Linked DNA regions of Mus musculus: regions 2 and 3 are each linked to region 1. The links are chromatin contacts, called in public HiChIP or PLAC-seq maps. All regions are on one chromosome and are shown on one strand. Each heading gives the region's core, a stretch centred on a gene start, on an enhancer-like site or on the middle of the called end of the contact. The rest is flanking DNA. Distances are from core to core; before and after follow the strand shown.

Region 1 (2,518 bases), core at 11-2,510:
ATGGAAAACCCAAAGCATGTATTCACTGTGAATCAGAAAACAGATCACTCGACGTAGGCAATAATTATTTTGTAATTTTAAAAAGACTATGGAAACAATACAGCATCGTTTGAAAGCAACTGAAGATATTTTTAAGTCTCTGAAAACATACATTTGATAGAAATGAACAACAATAGCTAGAACTGTATCTTGTACAAGAATTTTACAGTTTCCTTTGATGTCTCACTATTTCATAGAGATTAAAAATATTTTCTTTTATTAATATTTTTCTCTTCAACAAATTTAAATAATGTGAAGTGAGTATATCTCAAGATTTCCAGTAGCAGCTGAATCTAAATTAATTACACAATGCATAGAATGAGCTTATAACTTTACTTCTTAGACATGGGAAGTTTTTCCTAAAAAGAAATTAATGTTCCACATTAAAACAATACATTGCTTCCAGTAAATTAGCTGAAATTATTATAAGGTAAATGACAGAAAGGAGATTTGCTATACCAGCTTATATTTTAGAAATTAATACACAGATGCTTGAGCCATTAAAAATATTATTTTTAATGAAATTTCAGAGAGACTAAACAGTTTAAATCTACTTAAAACACCAAGTGCCCTGTGGCCTTCTCTGGTTATGTGCGGTTATGCTCAGTCTCAAGACAGGTCCATCGATGTACTTAATGTTGGAAATGACCATCTCATGGAAATATGCTCTCAAGTGCACGGGAGCAAATCCATTACTCCCAGAGTATCTGAAGTTTAAAGAGTACAATTCAAACACCACGGAGCGGTGCTTACCTTGGTCTTCAATTTTTGAATCTCTGCTTCTGTAACTGCATGTTTGATTTGCAACTGAAAATTGAAAAGAAAAACATCTCAACTAAGAGTGTTTCTATATTTTTAAAGACTCAGCAGCGAGAAGAATATCTTATGACACAATTAAAAAAATGCTCAGGACCCTGCTGCATTGCAGCAGGTTGTAATTACAAATGTCTAGCATGTAAAATGACTCAGTGGGTGCAAACTAATTAAACATAGGGTTTATGACTCACGGTCCCTAATATCCGATTAAGTTACCAGTTTAATTGCTAAGGGGCCAAAGAAAAGAAAACTCATTTCTTGGCCTCTGCTGCTCTGCCTTTACGATCTGAGCGTCCAGGAGCTGTTTCCTTCCTGAGGCTCGCCCACAGAATGGCTTGAGCCAGCCAGTCAACAGGCCTCGCACAGTGTGAAGAGTCATTCCCACATCGTGCAGAAAGGTGGCGCTGTGGCTCTGTGAGTCGCTCTCACATTCCGCAGAGCAGCTCTGCAGCAGAGGAAGGAGTGGGACGCAGTGGCACAGAAATCTCCGGTTTGTTTTCCGTTTGTGTTCCTTTTTAACCGCAGGAAAGGTACAGATTCAAAATTCTGCCTTCCAAAAGATCTACCTGTATAAAGACTCCAAGCCCCAAAGCATTTTCTTTACAACACAATAGTGGTCTTTGCCATTTGTTTGCTTTACTCCCCCGCCCCCACTCCCTCCCCGACCACGACTGTTTTCCTTCTAGGGGTCATTCATTTCTTTAAGGGCTAAACACCCTTGAATTTAGGGAAAACAGTTTACAGGTTCACAATTTGTTCTCTGGATGTTTTTGATGGGAAGGATGTTTTTGAAATTCCCAATTCTCCCGGTTTTATAGGTCCAAACAGCCCAGTGGAGGGTCTGGGGAGGGAGACACTTTGCAGCCAAGCCCATGAACATTTTCTGCTCTGCAGCTGAGCACAGCCACTAAGTGATGCAGGTGGCACTGTTTCTTTTGGTTATGCTGAATCCTAAATTGGTTTGCCACAAAGTTACTGAAGACCACATCCCACCATCTCACCCCCCCCCCTTTTTTTTTTGTCCAAAGTACTTCGGAGTTAGGACTGTACCGAATCTGGGTTTCTTGGTTTTATGCCACAATCTTAGTGGTCCGTCTCACTCAGATGCCATTAGCAGATACCCAAAGTGTGAGTGTGCCAGGCAAGGAAACTACACCAAGCTTTCTCAGTGAAAAATACTGGCAGAGGTCTTTTGTGCTCACCAGAAATCCTGATCCCTTAGTGAGTACAGCGATGTGGGGAAACTGAGGCTCAGAGCAAATGATCAACCTAACTGTACAAAAAAAACCAACACTAGAACTGGATTAGATCTTGGATATCTAGGTTCTGATCTTGTGCCATTTCTCTAAAAAATTAAAGATGAACTTTATAAGCATCTACTGAGGGGCTCTAGGCAAGATGCTGTAAAGATAACACCCCCCCACACACCTCTCTCAAATAAACAGCCATGATAACCTGCCACTCAAGAATAAAGCCACAAAAGAATATTCTTTAATATACAACATGGAAATGTATATACAACCACAAGGAATTATTTTCCAGAGGTATTATATTCTTAGAGAATAAAGCAAATTCATATGCCTGGATGATTTTTTTCCCATCCATTACTAACAAAAATATCTACTCTGTTGTTTAAACTAATCTGAGTGTGGGCTCTGTTTAT
Region 2 (2,518 bases), core at 11-2,510, 420 kb after region 1:
TTTCTGTATTTCCTTTTTTCTTGTTTACTAACCTGACAAACCATCCCTGTACACAGGCTTCCCACCCAGTTTGTTAAACATTTGAACTACCTGCTCACAAGAAATGCACATACCGATATCAACAACCTCTATTTTGCAACCAGAAAGCACACACAAACACACACACACACACACACACACACACACACACACACACACACACACACACATCTTGACTACATGCAGGTATGTTTGTGCTTTTTTAAGCAAGAAGGATAGGGAAGATAGGCCAAGAGAAAGTATTTACTACTTTCATTTGTGCTTGGCCCAGCTCTAATAAAGAATAACAAGTCAGAATGATAAAGTAATTGGAAAATGAATCTGCTTTTGAAGGTAATTTGTCAAAGACTATTTTGGTGTATCTAGGTGTTCAAATCTAATGTTGGTAGTGATTAATTTGATGTGCAATTTTCTTTTTTATATCAGGTTGACAAAACAAAGCAAGTGTCCACCTATCAGGAAGTAGTTCGTGGCGAGGGCATTTTGCCCGACGGCGGGGAGTACAAGCCCCCTTCGGATTCTTTGAAAAGCCGAGACTATTACACGGATTTCCTCGTTACCCTGGCTGTGCCCTCGGCGGTAGCACTGGTGCTTTTCCTAATACTCGCTTATATCATGTGCTGCCGACGGGAAGGAGTGTGAGTACTTTCAAACACTAATAAAGAATTGGCAAGCCCGCTAAGACGATGATGTAGACACGCCCATTAAAAGCAAAGTTGCATCCAGTTCATAAAACACACTGTAAATGAATTGAAATTTTGTTCAGATCAAACAGCAGTACTTTATTCCCTTAAAAATGAATTAAAGTAGTTGTGAGTCTAGCAAACAAATTAGGGGCCAAAATTACTTTATTCAGAAATGATTAAGGCTAGATATAAATTCATGATGGAAAAACAGTCCCAAGAATAATTGAGGCTAGACACCGTGGTTATGCAAGCCATCTTGTGTGAGCAGAGACAGGAGTCTATTGACATGGTAATTGCATTTAAATAAATAAATTGTCTTAGTCAGTGTGATGAAAACTGAGGGTCAGAATTCTTCCTGAAGTCATTCTGCTGTCAAACAGGGTGACACAATCTAAATGTTTAAAATATATTAAAAAAAATAACCCAGGAGTAAATGAATGAAAATCAGGTATCATTTGAGTAATGAGTCTTCCCTTCATGAATAGTTAGCACTTTCAGGACATCTATGTCAATTAAGATAATCTCCCGAGATTACTTGAAAGTCAGGGTAACAAAGCAAAGGCTCAAAACCTCATAAAGCAGCAAGGAACACATTCTCCATTCTCCATGTAGCCCGATTTCATTATGTCATAGAGTTTATTTCAATCAGGAGCTTCATTCTTAATCTCCATTTTTTTCCATTTTTCTGTGTGTTTCTCATCAGTATTCCATTACTGTATGTGTACTCATCCAAGTCATCTATAACCCTGGTGGCAAATGCTGCCTGGTTGCGTTTTGAGTCCGACATCAGCATTGCCACATCCCACAGGGTCCCATGAGCATAGAGTCTTAATGTTCCGAATATCAATGCTATTATTTAATTCATAAATTTTGTTTTGTTTCTAGGGAAAAGAGAGACATGCAAACCCCAGAGTAAGTGTCTTCTTTGCTGTTATTTTCTTTCTCATTGTGTGTCGCTTCTCGGTTACCCATCATGCTCCGCACATGTGTCTCATGCTCTCGTTTCCTTTGCCATCCCTCACAGTTGACTTAACAAACTCGAAAAGCTGCTTTCTAAATAGAGATGTTTAGGCTGGGTAGACGCTAAAAAATAAAAAGGGCTCAAAAGCTAAGGCTACCTAGATAAACATTAAACCTAAACCATTTCAGATTCAGAATATTAACATGTCACTTATAGTATGCGATCTCCCAACCTGCATTTCTATAAACCAGAGGACAAATGACAGGGCCCTTTCATACATGTTTGCCCTGACTCTGCAGTAATAACCTGCCATAGAATGAAACTTCCGTGAGTATTTATAAATGCCCCCAACAGAAGCAATAATATAAAAAGCTATCCTAGTTTTCACTTAATCATAGAAAATAAATAGGTAACTAGTTTATGACTTGGGCTTTAATATTAAAATAGTGTTTCCTAGCTGAGTTTTAACTTGAGATTTACATAAAGGTATATGAGATGTATGTTTTCTGAGCTAGTTTATAGAACAGCCCCCCCCCCCCAAGCAATAATGTCTTATCTTTAAAGAAAAAAAAATGACCTTTTCAAATAGGCAACTCATTACGGCTAGTGCGTCATTTTAAATATATGTTGTTTTATTTCTTATTTTATGTAGTATCCAGCTTGTCCATCACAGCTCGATTCAGAAATCTACCAAGGAGCTTCGAGACATGTCCAAAAACAGAGAGATTGCATGGCCCCTGTCTACCCTGCCCGTGTTCCACCCTGTAACTGGAGAGGTTATACCTCCCACGCACACAGACAACTACGACAGCACCAACATGCCGTTGATGCA
Region 3 (2,518 bases), core at 9-2,508, 300 kb after region 1:
TTGCTGTAATGGAGTAGCCATATTTTCAAACCCACTTTTGTAAAACAGTTTTTCTTTTTTTAAAATTTAAAATCAATGTTTAAAAACTTTTAAAATTTTAATTAATCTTTTGAGAATTTCATGTATGCACACTATATTCATATTTTCCCACCCTCCCCCTCTTCCTATACATCCCTCTCTCAAATTCATGGTGTCCTCTTTAATTATTATTGTTATATCACACACACACACACACACACACACACACACACACACACACACACACACGCACACTGTTGAGTCCATTTCAAATTGCTTATATGCACATGCGTTTAATGCTCACCTCTTGGGAGTGGATAACCTATTGGGAAAATGGGAAAACTGTTCTTAGAGAGGACTCATTTCTCTATTGTAGCAGAAGGGGAAGCCCCAGCCAATGCTGCCGGATGGGGCCTGCTGCCCTCAGACGGGCTCTTCTGGCGCACAGCAGAACCGTCTGCTTACATTTGTTTATGTCTGCAGTGACAGAATTGTATGATGTGACACCATATGGACCACGAACCACAAGCATACTGTACACGGTCCTTCCCAGAAAACATTTGCTGGCCCTGAACTAGACCATGGAGAAATACCAAGATGCAGTTTTTCTAAACTCAAAGTTGGAGGAAAGTACATACACTGAGCTGAGGAACACCTGGAAGTATCATGTTTAAAGGCACCGGTCAGGGGAAGCTTGGCTGAGGAGAAACAGAGATGTGTCTGATACATTGAGAGCAAGAATGAGGAAGTTCCTGGAACAGTAATCACGAAGACAACCAAGGTTTGTGGAGAACACATGGCGGGCTGCTGTCATGGAATAGAAATAAACAAGGAAGAAGGTTGTCTGGAATAATGCTGAGAGTAATAGCCAGATCCTGCCTGCCACAGGGAAAAGTCTAAACTTCATCCCAAGGAACTCAGACCCCCTCCATAAATGTAGCCATGGTTAGGTGATATAGTGATATACGATTTCAAAACACATGCTGGAATAACAGATCTAACTGCTGCTGTTGGCTTTGAGTTCGTACACATGGTATGCTTGATTTTTTTTAACTGGGACAGTTTCACAGACACGACCTGTATATTTGAGATAGGCTCTCACGTAGCTAAGACTGGCCTTAAACTCAAACTCATTATGTAGCAGAGGATAGCCTTGAACCCCTGATCCTTCTGTCTTTGCCTTCCAAGTGCTGGGATTTCAGAAGTGTACCTGAATCCCAGGCCAGATCTTTTGTTCTTTGGTTTCTTTGGGTATATTGCTGTTGTTTGTTTCATCTGTCTTGCTATGTAGCTCTGGTGGCCTGGCATTCACTATGGAAACCAGGTTGGTTTTAAACTTATAGACAGCATCTGCCTGTGCCTTCTGAGTGCTGGGACCAAGAGTTTTTGATAGAAACACTTCAATTCTAGACTAGGGTTTTCTCTCTTTGTTTCGGGTTTCAAAAGATCTGGGTGCAGACTTTGCGAGTAACAGTATGTGTTGTAGGCTCCACTTGAGTTCCCAAGTTCTGTCATATCACCTTTCGTCTAATGACAATGGAATATTTAGCCATTCAAATGTAAGATACACTGTGATGATTTATATCTCAAATACATCTGAAAAGCAGTGGAGAAGGCACAGTTTCGACTTGCACAGAAATGCTGTAGCTATGAACGCCTCAGGAACCTTCCTTTTTTTTTTTTTTTTTTTTTTTTGGGTTTTTGAGACAGGGTTTCTCTGTGTAGCCCTGGCTGTCCTGGAACTCACTTTGTAGACCAGGCTGGACACAAACTCAGAAATCTGCCTGCCTTTGCCTCCACATTTCATATTGTGTCTTATTACTAAGTTTTTTTTTTTTTCTTTTCAACTATCAGGGATGTTAAATCCCAGGAATGTTGAAATGTTCCTTAGACAAGAAGGGATGATATGTAGAAAAAAAATTGGAATATGTGAAATGCCTATAACCCCTGAGGTACATTGGCCATGAGGAGGGAGAATAGCAAGCATTCTGAAGAACTAAGGAGACCAAGCATCCGTGCTTGCATTTGTCATGGAGAGTGTCTAAGGGCGAGGCTGGGTGGTGGGTACTGGGCGAGGCTGGGTGGTGGGTACTGGGCGAGGCTGGGTGGTGGGTACTGGGCGAGGCTGGGTGGTGGGTACTGGGCGAGGCTGGGTGGTGGGTACTTGAGAACTGCTTAGTTTTCTGCCACGGATCTGAATGGTGGGCGCTTTCTTCCTCCTGGATTCTCTCTTAAAAGACAAAGCAATCATTTTTCTGATGTCCTACTTGTTTATAACACTGAAAGTGTCTTTGTCCATAAGGATTGGTTGACATGGTTCGTTTTAATTACGTGACCTGTTGGGCCACACATGTGTCTTCCCTTGTGTTTCTTTTTTGTTTCCCTTGTGTTTCTTTTTTGTTCTAGAACATTTCCAACTCTTCTGCTAGGTATTGTAGTTTAAAGAAGAGGCTGTTCCACACTTTCATGTCTGCCTTTGAATTAGATTTCCAAGTTTGGG

The links. HiChIP or PLAC-seq counts read pairs in DNA pulled down with a chosen protein or histone mark.
Region 2: a contact with region 1 is called in an H3K4me3 HiChIP or PLAC-seq map of embryonic basal ganglia, with 5 times the contacts expected there. The contact joins two enhancer-like sites. A contact is called at or near these places in 1 of 15 datasets of contacts at CTCF or cohesin (the NIH/3T3 cell line), 2 of 484 Hi-C or Micro-C datasets (bone marrow-derived macrophages and myocytes), 5 of 115 datasets of contacts at active chromatin or transcription factors (embryonic basal ganglia, embryonic limb bud and embryonic stem cells) and 2 of 9 other capture datasets (adipose tissue and embryonic stem cells).
Region 3: a contact with region 1 is called in an H3K27ac HiChIP or PLAC-seq map of embryonic stem cells, with 2.7 times the contacts expected there. The contact joins two enhancer-like sites. A contact is called at or near these places in 16 of 484 Hi-C or Micro-C datasets (arterial endothelial cells, bone marrow-derived macrophages, cranial neural crest and 4 more), 6 of 115 datasets of contacts at active chromatin or transcription factors (embryonic stem cells and stem cell-derived neural progenitor cells) and 3 of 9 other capture datasets (adipose tissue, embryonic stem cells and liver).

The regions. Positions count from the first base shown.
Region 1 is chr6:5,109,328-5,111,845 of GRCm38.p6, reverse strand. Ppp1r9a (protein phosphatase 1, regulatory subunit 9A) reads right to left here. Exons shown (of 16, transcript NM_001363809.1): 8 at 793-846. Among named protein-coding and RNA genes, the nearest start is that of Gm46949, 43 kb to the left of the region's middle. Within about 2 kb of position 1,260, at least 212 of the 459 cell types and tissues checked have an H3K27ac peak or open chromatin away from gene starts, as enhancers often do. A contact at or near this core is called in embryonic basal ganglia, where this site is marked.
Region 2 is chr6:4,689,588-4,692,105 of GRCm38.p6, reverse strand. Sgce (sarcoglycan, epsilon) reads left to right here. Exons shown (of 11, transcript NM_011360.3): 7 at 466-677; 8 at 1,611-1,637; 9 at 2,339-2,518. Among named protein-coding and RNA genes, the nearest start is that of Gm38761, 36 kb to the right of the region's middle. Within about 2 kb of position 1,260, at least 2 of the 459 cell types and tissues checked have an H3K27ac peak or open chromatin away from gene starts, as enhancers often do. A contact at or near this core is called in embryonic basal ganglia, where this site is marked.
Region 3 is chr6:4,809,606-4,812,123 of GRCm38.p6, reverse strand. Gm20714 (predicted gene 20714) reads left to right here. Exons shown (of 4, transcript NR_157243.1): 3 at 502-799. Among named protein-coding and RNA genes, the nearest start is that of Gm20714, 5.5 kb to the left of the region's middle. Within about 2 kb of position 1,258, at least 7 of the 459 cell types and tissues checked have an H3K27ac peak or open chromatin away from gene starts, as enhancers often do.